Regions from separate parts of the Sus scrofa genome. Here all the other regions are linked to region 3. Evidence: chromatin contacts called from public Hi-C and HiChIP or PLAC-seq data. All regions are on one chromosome and are shown on one strand. The core of a region is the stretch at or near the end of the contact, and the rest is flanking DNA. Distances in the headings are between cores, read along the strand shown.

What was found. A called contact is a pair of places that touch in the nucleus more often than the background predicts. HiChIP or PLAC-seq counts read pairs in DNA pulled down with a chosen protein or histone mark.
Region 1: a contact with region 3 is called in a Hi-C map of skeletal muscle, with 2.7 times the contacts expected there. The contact joins the promoter of PDLIM7 here to the promoter of GRK6 in region 3. A contact is called at or near these places in 1 of 5 promoter capture datasets (fetal skeletal muscle), 7 of 47 Hi-C or Micro-C datasets (blood, heart right ventricle, liver and 3 more) and 2 of 2 datasets of contacts at active chromatin or transcription factors (alveolar macrophages and skeletal muscle).
Region 2: a contact with region 3 is called in an H3K27ac HiChIP or PLAC-seq map of alveolar macrophages. The contact joins the promoter of LMAN2 here to the promoter of GRK6 in region 3. A contact is called at or near these places in 2 of 47 Hi-C or Micro-C datasets (epiblast stem cells and liver) and 1 of 2 datasets of contacts at active chromatin or transcription factors (alveolar macrophages).

The regions. Positions count from the first base shown.
Region 1 is chr2:80,451,380-80,454,868 of Sscrofa11.1, reverse strand. PDLIM7 (PDZ and LIM domain protein 7) reads right to left here and starts at 1,856. Exons shown (of 13, transcript XM_021084381.1): 1 at 1,751-1,856; 2 at 680-785. The coding sequence starts at 775.
Region 2 is chr2:80,593,822-80,597,573 of Sscrofa11.1, reverse strand. LMAN2 (vesicular integral-membrane protein VIP36) reads right to left here and starts at 2,286. Exons shown (of 8, transcript XM_013994865.2): 1 at 2,029-2,286; 2 at 1,752-1,870. The coding sequence starts at 2,233.
Region 3 is chr2:80,525,519-80,528,747 of Sscrofa11.1, reverse strand. GRK6 (G protein-coupled receptor kinase 6) reads left to right here and starts at 1,540. Exons shown (of 17, transcript XR_002341730.1): 1 at 1,540-1,751. It also overlaps a transcript of F12 not described here.

The DNA of each region.
Region 1 (3,489 bases), core at 607-3,106, 74 kb after region 3:
GGCCCCTAGCTCCACCCCCACCAGGACAGGATCTCAGAAGCTGAAGTCAGAGTCCTAGAGACCCATCCCAACCCCTGCTTGGGGTCAAAGCCCACTCCATCCTGAATGGGACCAGTGGATGGGATGGAAGGTCCTCACACAGGCCGGGGAGAGGCACCCCTCACACACACAGACTGCTGGCCATCCCTGTGGCTGAATTCCAATCCCTGTTTTGCCACGGAGTTGCTGAAGGAGCCCTTTCACCTCTCCGAGTCCTGAGTTAGCTCATCTGGAAAAACAGGATGACAGTTGCTATTCCCTGGGTGGCAGTGAGAATGAAGTGAGATCCTGCAGTCAGAGAGCCCTGCCTGGGGCCTAGCTCCAAGCATTGCTCTCTCAAGGAGCTTAGACACTTCCTGGAGACCTCAGAATGGGCATCCCCCTGGGCCTTGGAGGTGGCCACAGGAGCTTCGTGGAACAGCATCAGGTACAGTGCAGTGCTAGGGAAGTGTGGGGGCTCCTCTCCTAGTATCTCCCTAGTTAGGTTGGTAGTCTTCGTGGCAGTGCCCACATATCTGGACCTGGGCACCTCCTGGCCTACCGGCCGTGGCTCACTCCTGTTCAGGCTCTTTCTGTCACCCACTGGAGATCTGAGCACCCCAAGACCCCTGGGGGAGCCCCTCCCTCAATCTAGGCTCACCCGGGAGATGGAGAGGGGCACATTGAAGTCCTTGCCCCCCTGCAGCCGGAAGCCCCAAGGTGCTGGCCCCTCCAGCACCACCTTGAAGGAATCCATGGTGCCGCTCCTGAGAGGAGAGAAAAGGTGAGCAGCTGGCATGGTGGGTACACAGGCAGGCCTAGCTCTGGACATCAGGCTTGGACTAGTGCCAGGAAGGCACGAGCAGACGCTGAGCACACCCAGGGCAAGGGTAGGAGGGTAACTTGTTAAGTTTGGCTGGGCTGCTAGCTGGCAGACTTCACTTTGGAAAGGCAGCGGCAACCCCCCTTCCCCAAGGGACAGGGTGGGTGAGGGGAGCCCGAATCCAGCCTTGAGATTCTTTTCATCCAGGAGTGGATCGCAGGGCTAATTTGGCTCTGGCTTCCCCCCAAGCCATCCTTGAGCCTGGAACTAGACGGCAAGGCCAGTCCGGGGCCGGCGTTCCTCCTTTCCCCCGCCCCCAGGTCCCGGCAGGCAGGCCACGGCTGGAGCCTGCTCGGACTATATAAGGCGTGTAAGCTGACACTGTGCGGAGAGCCAACGGAGGGAACACACGGGGGCTCGGGACGCGAGGGGGAGGGGAAGGGGGGGAGGCGGCTGGAGCGGGTACTAGCCATTCCCGGACTAGTCGAAGCTGCCGTGACCCAGGGCGAGACCCCTGAGCGCTGGGGGAACTGGGCGGGTGCGCGGCCCCTGCGTAGGTCGGTGGGGACTGGGACTTCAAAGCGTGGCCAGGAAGGGAATTCATCCTAGAGTTCAGTGGGGGTGATGCCTCCCCCACAGGCCTACCCTCCTGACGTGACTCGGTTTCCCCCTGGTTCCCCGCCCCGGCCCCATGCATTGGCCGAGTCCCGGGGGCAGGAAGCGGCGCAGGCGCCAATCGGCCCCGCCGCAGCCGGCTTCGCCTCAGGAAGGCGGGGGCGGGGGTAGCGGCTCCCGCACGCCGGAGGAAGCGCAGCTTTGGCCACGACCCCTAGTGCCCGCTGTGGCCCCTAACAGGCCTCTGCCCCCCCGCCTGGCCCAGCCCGAAACGCCCCGCACAGTCGCCTGTACCTGCTCGGCCCCTCCGGGGCGCTGCTCAGCAGCGGGCTCCAGAGAGCCGCGCTGGGATCCGCCGCCCGCGTTCTGGCCCCGCCCCCGCCGCAGACATCAGTTATGAGCCCGCTGGAGGGGGCGTGGCCTGTGGCCACGCCTCCGTCAAAAGTTGAGCCCATGAGCAGTCTCCCAGGCAGTAGGAAGCCCCGCCGAATCCTTCCGTACCGCCCAATCACGAAGTCCGGTCTCTCTTTGCGCTGTAAGGCAAGGCTCTCCCTGGTCCCCTTAATGGGGCGGGGCCTGGGTAGGGTGTGGGGGGGTCTGGGCTGCTGGACAGCCCAACCCGCGGCTCGCCCAGCCCCTTGCGCCTCCCTCTGGCCGAGTGAAAAGCAAGTCACCAAGCAAACCAGGCAGATCTGGACCTGAGTCATCTCTAAACCCTAGTTTCCTACTGGGAAAGTGGGACAGTAATACTCGCCTCACAGGCCACCGTGAAGATAGGCATAGTTTGGCGTAAGGCACAGCCATTGATAGCTCAAGAATATCTAAATCGGGAGTTCCCGTCGTGGCGCAGTGGTTAACAAATTTGATCCCTGGCCTTGCTCAGCGGGTTAAGTATCCGGCGTTGCCGTGAGCTGTGGTGCAGGTCGCAGACGCGGCTTGGATCCCACGTTGCTGTGACTCTGACCAGTGGCTATGGCTCCGATTAGACCCCTAGCCCGGGAATCTCCATAATGCCGCTCCTGCGGCGAGCGGCTCTAGAAAAGGCAAAAAGACACACAAAGACACACACACAAAAGGAATATCTAAATCGGACAGACTTGGTCTGGAAGAGGGAGGGGGTGAACCTTGGAGGTGGGGTTAGTTGAGGTCGACACAGGGGGAGCTTACAGTTAAGTTTGCAGAACACTCCACCAAAGGCAGCAGACAGAGGTATAAAGGCCTTTGGCTCCGCCCCGACCCTATGCCCTGCCCTCACTCCTACCCCCTGACCCTCCGAAGGTTTAGGGCTGACCCCCAAACTGTCGAGATAGTCCTGGTACCCCACTCCAGAGTGGGCAGCGCCTCCAGTGGGGGTTTCACAGACCCCACAGCCCCAATGCTAGCGCAGTGGGAGGAAATTGACCAGGGATCAGGATGGGCATCCACCCCTCACCTCCTTCTAGGGCATGGCTGTGGCTACTCTCCTACCTCCACCATCATCATTACATTTCCCCCTATTCTGCATCATTCCCCTCATAATATAAACTGTAAGAATTTTCACTTTTTTTTTTTTTTTTTTTTTGGCCTTTTCTCATTATAGGGCTGCACCCAGGGGCATATGGAAGTTCCCAGGCTATAGCCGCCGGCCTATGCCACAGCCACAGCAAGGCCACAACAGGAATTCCAGTTACTTCCTAATTTAAACTTTCATTTTCCCCACCTCCCTAACTCCTTCCTTACTTCAAGGAAAAAAAATAAAAACAGTGTTCATCTGGTTAGGCCAGTAAAAATCATGAAGTTTTCCTTCCTTTCTCATCTGTGTCATACCTCAGATTCTGTAGATTCCACCTTCTGACTCTATTCCACACCTGGCTGCCGTGTTTGTCCTTGCCACTTGTCTCGTGCTTGGACATCTCAGCAGTCTCTTAACAGATTTCCCTCTTTCTACCCTTGCCCAGTCCCCAGTCTTCTTCAAAATGGTATTTTTAAAGCAGAAATCACACCATACACCTTCGGCTTCTAGCATTTCAGTGGGATGGAGTTGCACCTAAGAT
Region 2 (3,752 bases), core at 1,037-3,536, 68 kb before region 3:
GCATTCCAAGCAATTTCAGGAATTACAGGAAACACTCCAACCCTTTGAGGAATACCTGCAGGGCCTAATAAAAAAGGTCCCTGAAGCTGAAAAAAGAGGTGGGGGAAGAAAGACAGGACAAGTATATTCCAGACTATGAAAATTTGATGAAGGCAAGGTGCAGAATTCTCTCAGCCCTGTGACACTGCCAACCACCAACTACCTCCTAGAATCAATTTCTAACAGTTCTGGCACTCTTTGTACCTCATTTAAAAAAAAAAAAATTCTAATGCTACGCTGAACTCACTTCCTTGAAAAATACAAGGATACATTATCATTTTAAAATGTTATCCAAAAGCCCTATGTCAGAATAACATAACAGAATGTGACTCGGGGGAAATAAGGTAGTTATTGACATACTCTGAGTGGGTGGCTCTAAAGCTAAGTCTTAACAGATGAGAAGGAACCAAGCGGGCATGAAGAGCCCGGAGGCAGTGTTCCAGATGGAGGGAACAAGTGCAAAGGTCCTGAGGCAAGAAGGCAGCCAGAGAAGCTAGAACAAAATTAAGAGTGAATGACCAGAGATGCCAAGCACCAGGGGCCAGGCTGTACATGCATAACGTACGTTTATCTCTTCACGGGAGACCCCAGGCTCTGTGGATCAGAGTTAAAGCCCGGATGCCCCTAGCAGGAAGGCAAGGAGATAACAGGCAGATAAAGCAACACAAGGACAGCATGGACTCTCAGAACTAAATGGGGAAGTCATCCAGAAGGGACCAAAGAGCAGAGTGATGGAGAAAACTAGGACAGCGGCCAAGAGCTTAGGGATCAAGCAGGCTGGGGAGGAGTAGGCTTTGCCCCAAATCATTCCCCTTTCACCCCTTTCCAGAACTTCCTCCGTGTGGAGTCTGCACAGCAGCTGATTTTGGCCACTGCCCATGTATGACACACCAGAGACAACTGAGGCTCCCTAACCTCTACGCCAAAGGTCACAGAAACTAAAACTGTCCACAAGTTCAGCCCCTACATTACTATTGTTGACTAGATCCTCAATCAAACACTGGGGAAGGGGACTGAGTCTGCAACTATTTCTAAGGGGCTCCTCCTTTGTCCGGGCTAGGGTCAGGCGTAGCAAGCGAATTGCTGGGCTTGGACATGAGACAGATCAGAATTTAACTGTTGTAGAGCCTCCTTGCCTGCCCGCTTGCATCTCTCACAATTTTAATAAATCCATTTCTTGCCCATTTAAAAAAAAAAAAAAGAATTTAACTGTTTATGTTATTGGCTGTCTGTGTTAGCTTTGCATAAAACTACAACAACCATCTGTATCAGTTTGTTTATGAGAATTAAAAGCAATAAGGTATGTTAAAGTCAGTGCCTAACACACACAAAACACCCAATAAAGACCCTATTTGTTCCATTTATCCCACTAATGAGAGGGTTCAGTTCAGACAGCCAATAGCTCTACTACTTACTGGCTATGTGACTTCGTGGAAGGCACTTTCAAGAGTGTTAAGTTCTTAATCAGTAAAATGGAGATAACATCAGTTACTTCACAGGCTTTTGAAAGAATGAACAGAGAAGGGTGTATAAAGTGTCAAGCCCAGCTCTTGACACATGGTAACTCTAGAAGTCATTACCTGTTATTACTGGCAGGTGTGATCAAGATGGAGAAGGCGGCGGGCCTTCAAACCAAGCTCAGGTCTGGGCTGCTGAAGACTGTCTGTAGTGACTTACTTAATGGTCTACCCAGCCTCTTGGGAGCCACTCACCAGGTGGTTCCAAATAGAGCCTTCTTTGCTGCGCTCGTCAGGGGTCAGACGCAGGTACTGGCTAGTGAGTATGGTGCTGCCTTGGAAGTCCCAGAAGAGCGTGGAGCTGGAACCGACCCCTGTGGGCAGAGACATGGGCACACACAGGCCAGGCCAGGCCGAGATTTGCCAGAGACAGGAAACTCACAAAGATGCCCTGACCAGAAGAAAGGCACCCGTTCCCCAACTCTACCCGGCCTCGCCCTCACCCTGCACTCATTCCCGCCCCAGGCCTCACCTTGGTAGGGCTTAATAAGCGAATGCTCCCGCTTAAGGTGCTCGCTGTTGCCGTCAGTTATATCCGCAGTCACTGGCCCCAGCAACAGTAGAAAGAGTAAACGTGTAATGGGGCCAGGGCCGGGGCCGGGAAGCCCAGGCCTCCCCGGGCACCGCCGGCCCCAGCCCCAGAGCCAAAACCAGCCTGCCGCCGCCGCCGCCGCCATTCCCCTTTCCTCTCGGGCACTTCCGTCCTAGGACTTCCGCCTTCCGGGTGTTCCATCTAATGGCCTCCGGCCGGAAGCGCTCCAACCCTAGCTTTATCTGGGAGTTTCTAGCAAAAACAAAGCCTCGCTGCCGAGGGAATGGGGTCTTTATTTGCTGATCAGACCTCTATTCTAGTAGAGTGCCTTGGCGGCTGCGAGGCGCCTGTCAGCCAGACTCAGGAATGGGTTTTAACGGGCGAAAAGAACAGCAACCAATCATGGAACAGCACGTTCGGCTTGTGTGCCAACCTGGAGCAGAGGGAAGATTTGCGAGCAGCGCTAGGGTCGTCTGTGGAACGGGGCATGCTGGGACTTGTAGTTTTTCTAGGCCTCTCGTGCAGGCTGGGTAGAAATCTACAAAGCTCTTGGTCTCTGGCCACTGGTCTGATCCCTAGAGTAACCTTTTCCAGTCCGAGGAGAAAGGAATTCTGAATTGAAGGCGGAGGCCTGAATTCCAACTCCCGCGCCACCTGGAACTCATTGGGTGATCCCAGGCGAGCCTTTAGCCATCTCTGGCTTCACCCACCCTAGCTCCACACCTTTAGCAACTTAGAATTCTGTTATTAGATGGCGTCCACTCCTTCCAGTTCCTCAGGCCCAGTTGGGTTTCATCAGAAGGGGCAGACCTGAATCCTTTCCCAGTGATGACTGGGACCCGTTAATATCTAAATGATTGCTGTGCCTGCCTGCTGCAACAAGAAGCATCCAGGAAAGCCGACTGTGGATCAAAGGTGGACAACTGGTGGCCCACAGCCAAATACAGCTCTTGCTGATGGTGTTTCAATAAGGACATAACTACTGTTATTTTAAATCAGGAGACAAATACACATTAAAAATCCAAATTTCCAGCTTCTAAGGAAAAATCGTAAGACCCGACCACACCAAGCTCATAGAGCTGCCCTCATAAAAATTCCTTCCTTTTCTAAACTAATCTCCATTCTGGCCGCTAATTTACAGCACCTGCCTGGCCCCTCTAGCCCGTTGAGTTAATGACCCCTGTTATAGAGCACAGGGTGGTTTAGTTGGTTGCTTGCTCCTTTTGAATGAATGAACTTATTCAAGATTAAGTGCTGAGACATCTTTTTTAAATTAGCTACAAAATTAGCTATATATGTGTGTGTGTCATATAGCTATGTTTGTTATGTCTAAATATCTATAGATATAACAAAATTCCTCTTCCAAGGGGTACACCCTTCCAGAGATTTATCTGTGTCTCTGCAAAGACCTGGGCATTCCACAAGGCCTCCAAGAGGCTGCAGTGTTTTTGGCCACACCCACAGCATATGGAAGTTCCCAGAGCAGGGATTGAATCCAGGCCACAGCTGTGACCTATGGCAACACTAGATCCTTAACCCACTGTGTCAAGGCAAGGATCGAACCCATACCTCAGTAGCCGCCACAGAGACAATGCCAGGTCCTTAATCCTCTGTGCCACAGTGGGAACTCCAAGGCTGCGATTTTTGTCAGCTATTGTCACTAA
Region 3 (3,229 bases), core at 291-2,790:
GTCTTCTCCCAACTGCTCCCTGTGCTTCCACTCCTGGCCCCTCTAAAAGTCCATTAGCTAGAGTGATCTTTTTAAAGTATAAATCATCCTAAGGCTCCCCATTTTATTTAGGGAAAACAACAAACTCCTCATCATTGATCTACAAAGCCTTCCAGGATCTACCTAGAATCCTTGCTCCTTCATCTCATCTCAGACTATTGGGCCTTGAAACTATACAGGCCTTCTTCCTGTTCCTTGAACATACCAAACTTACTCTAGGCTCAGGGTTTTGCACTTGCTGTTGCCTGTGCTTAAAACTGTTCCCCTAGATTTTTGCGTGGTTGAATCAATTCAAATGTCAACCTGAGATCATTTCTCCTCACTATTTTGTCTTGATGTCTTATTAGCACTTACCACTCCCTCAGACCATCCCACTTATTTGTTTATTTATAGGATTATCATCTTTATCCCTCTCCTAGAAGGTAGGCAGAGAGACTGGCTATCTTACTGGCACTACTGTATTCCCCAGCACCTGGCTCAGGGCCTGGCACAAGGTGCTGTTCTCTGTATTTTTGGATGATGAATGGATAGGGATCTGAGAAGCCTAGTTGAAGCTGGCTCTGCCTTACTAGCAAGTTTGGGCAAGCCTCCATTTCCTGGTGTGTGAAGTGAGGGTGGAGGGAGTAGGATGTTGAGTTAGAAGGTGTTGATCAGCTGTAAAATTTCGGCCTTATTTTCTCCCAACTTTTCTGCCTAGAGCCAGCCACTAGACCTCAGCTCCCCACCTGTACAATGGGTGTGAGCTCGTCCCTACGTCTTGGGGTGGTAGAGCTGCCTTATAAGGCAGCAGAGGCCGAGGGAGGGCGAGGCCCTGTGGGTGGAGAGAAATCACAACATCCGGCTGTGGGGGTAGGGCGGGGGCGCCCGCGGTGGCCCGGACGGAGGCCGAGGAGCAGCTAGGGAGGCCCCCAGCCTTCTCTGGGCCTCTCCCCGCTTCCGATGTGCGCCCTTCAAGATGGGCCGACCCAAAAGTATACGGCCGGATACACGGCCCGAACCTGCAGGAGGCCGGCCGGGAGGAGGCCCAGAACACTAAATGCATCCCCTAAAAACCCTGGAAAAGCCAAGGCGAGTCAAAGGGACCCGGGCCACACCCACAGCTAATAGCCCAATCAGAGTGCAGTGCTAAGGCTGACCGACGCTTCCTTCATCCAATCAAGTACAAGAATTCCAGGGCGTGACCCAGAGGACCCACCTCCGTTGTCCCAGCAGAGGGCTCGTCCCTAATTGGCAGTTCGGTATCCTACGAAGGCCCAGAAATTCGAACATAGAGGCTGAACCCCATCGTAGACCAACTAGGAAGATGTGACGTATTAAGTCCCGCCCCCCTGTTCCTTTGAACGAATCCCTGTCTCTGGGGGCGGGGGATGATGAAGAAGTTGTCTAATGGGAAGACGGCGCGGGGAGCACCCGCCCGGTTATTGGCCAAGTAAAGTAAACAGTGGGCGGGCCGGGGCGGGCCTGGCCGGCGCCGGGGTGGCCCCCGGGAGGGGGCGGAGAGTGAGCGGCGGGCGGCGGCGGCCGGGGAGGCCCGGGAGGCCGCGGCGCGGTCACTGCGAGCCGAGCCGAGCCGCGCCGCGCCGATCGTCATCCGGCCCCGGCTCCCTCGCGCGATCCCGGCCGGCGGCGCGGCCCGGCGGGCCCGGCGGCGCCGCAGCCCATGGAGCTCGAGAACATTGTAGCGAACACGGTGCTACTCAAGGCCCGGGAAGGTGAGGCGATCGGGTGCGGAGAACGCGGTCGCGCGGCCTCCGAGTTCCGCTGGGCGCCCTAGTCGCCCGATCCCCTAGGGCAGCTCTCTCCGCGCCCAGCATTTCGCTCAGACAGGGGCCCTTCCGGCCCATGGTCCTTCTCCGCACCTGCCCCCAGGGAGCCGGAGCCCAGGAAAGGGCGGGGGTCAGGCCGCCGCCCTCACGGCGCGCGCGCGTGCGCGCGTTTGTGTGTGTGTGTGTGTGTGTGTGTGTGTGCGTGCGTGTGTGTATGAGGGGGTGAGGGAAGGAGAGAGGAAGGAAGAGGGAAGGGTGGGACCTCAGTCCTGGAAGCCTCTCCCAGGTGAGAGAGGTAAGAAGATGCCCCAGGAAGGGGCAGCCTTCCCCACGTGCCCCGGGCCCAAACTCCGGCGCCCAGCCTGGATCGGCACAAAGTTAGTGCACGGGTAAAAGGTTTGGAGAATGAATTAACTAAGACTCTGCAGTAGCATAGCCCACCCGAGGCGGGGAAAGCTGGTCACATAGACTACCAGCAAGACGTCCTCTTGCTCAGTGCCTCAGGACACTGGGGACAGAGGGGAATGGGTCACTGTTTTTGCCTTCAGGAAGCCCAGACTAGTGGGGCAGAGGGGCACAGAAATAACTGGAAGCTGAGCTCTGAAGGAAGGGAGCATGCTGGGCTGGTGGGACTGAGTGCAAGGCCTGGCACAGGGAGCTGGCGGGGTGAACCTAGTGTTGCTGAGCTTTTCAGATGTTACCAGGCACCTGCTCTATGAGGATCCTGGGGACACAGAAGGACCAGACTGGCCCCCATTGCCTTGTGGTCAGTCTGCTCCTCACCTGCCATTGACCACCTCAGTAATGTAATCACTGAACACCTACTCTATGTCCTGTCCTATCCAGGGTGCTGGGGACCAGCAGAGAAGACACTTCTTTTCGGAACTCTAGGGCAGGGAGGTCAGGGCAGTTTTTCTACTCTTTGATGGGCTTCCAGGCTGAAAGAGCCATCTGCTTCACCTTTCTGATCTATTTTACAAGTGGGAAACCCAGGCTCGGCTCAGGGACTAGCCCCCAGGATGCAATGAGACGGGTTGACCCAGGCCTACGACATAGGATGTCCCCAGCACAGTCTGTAGGAAAACCAGAGGAACCCCCAACTGGCACAGCATCTGGTGCCCCCTGCCTGCCCATTGCAGGTTGACCCTGGGGAGGTGCTGCCTGGAAATGGGCACAGCAGGCTGGGTCCTCAGTGCCCAGAGCCTTCCTTATCTCCTGTCCTTTATCGAGTCCTGGGGCTAGGCCTTCCTCCCAGCCTCTGGGGGCATCTGCCGATTCTGTTCTGCCTCGTCATCCAGCCAGCCAGGGAGGAGGGGTGGGGAAAGCCTGGCCAGACCTCCCTCCCCAGGGCTGTAGTCAGTTCAGTCCTACTGAGAGCAGTGCTTTGCCTGGCCAGAGAGTGTGGGCACTTTCTGACAGGCCAT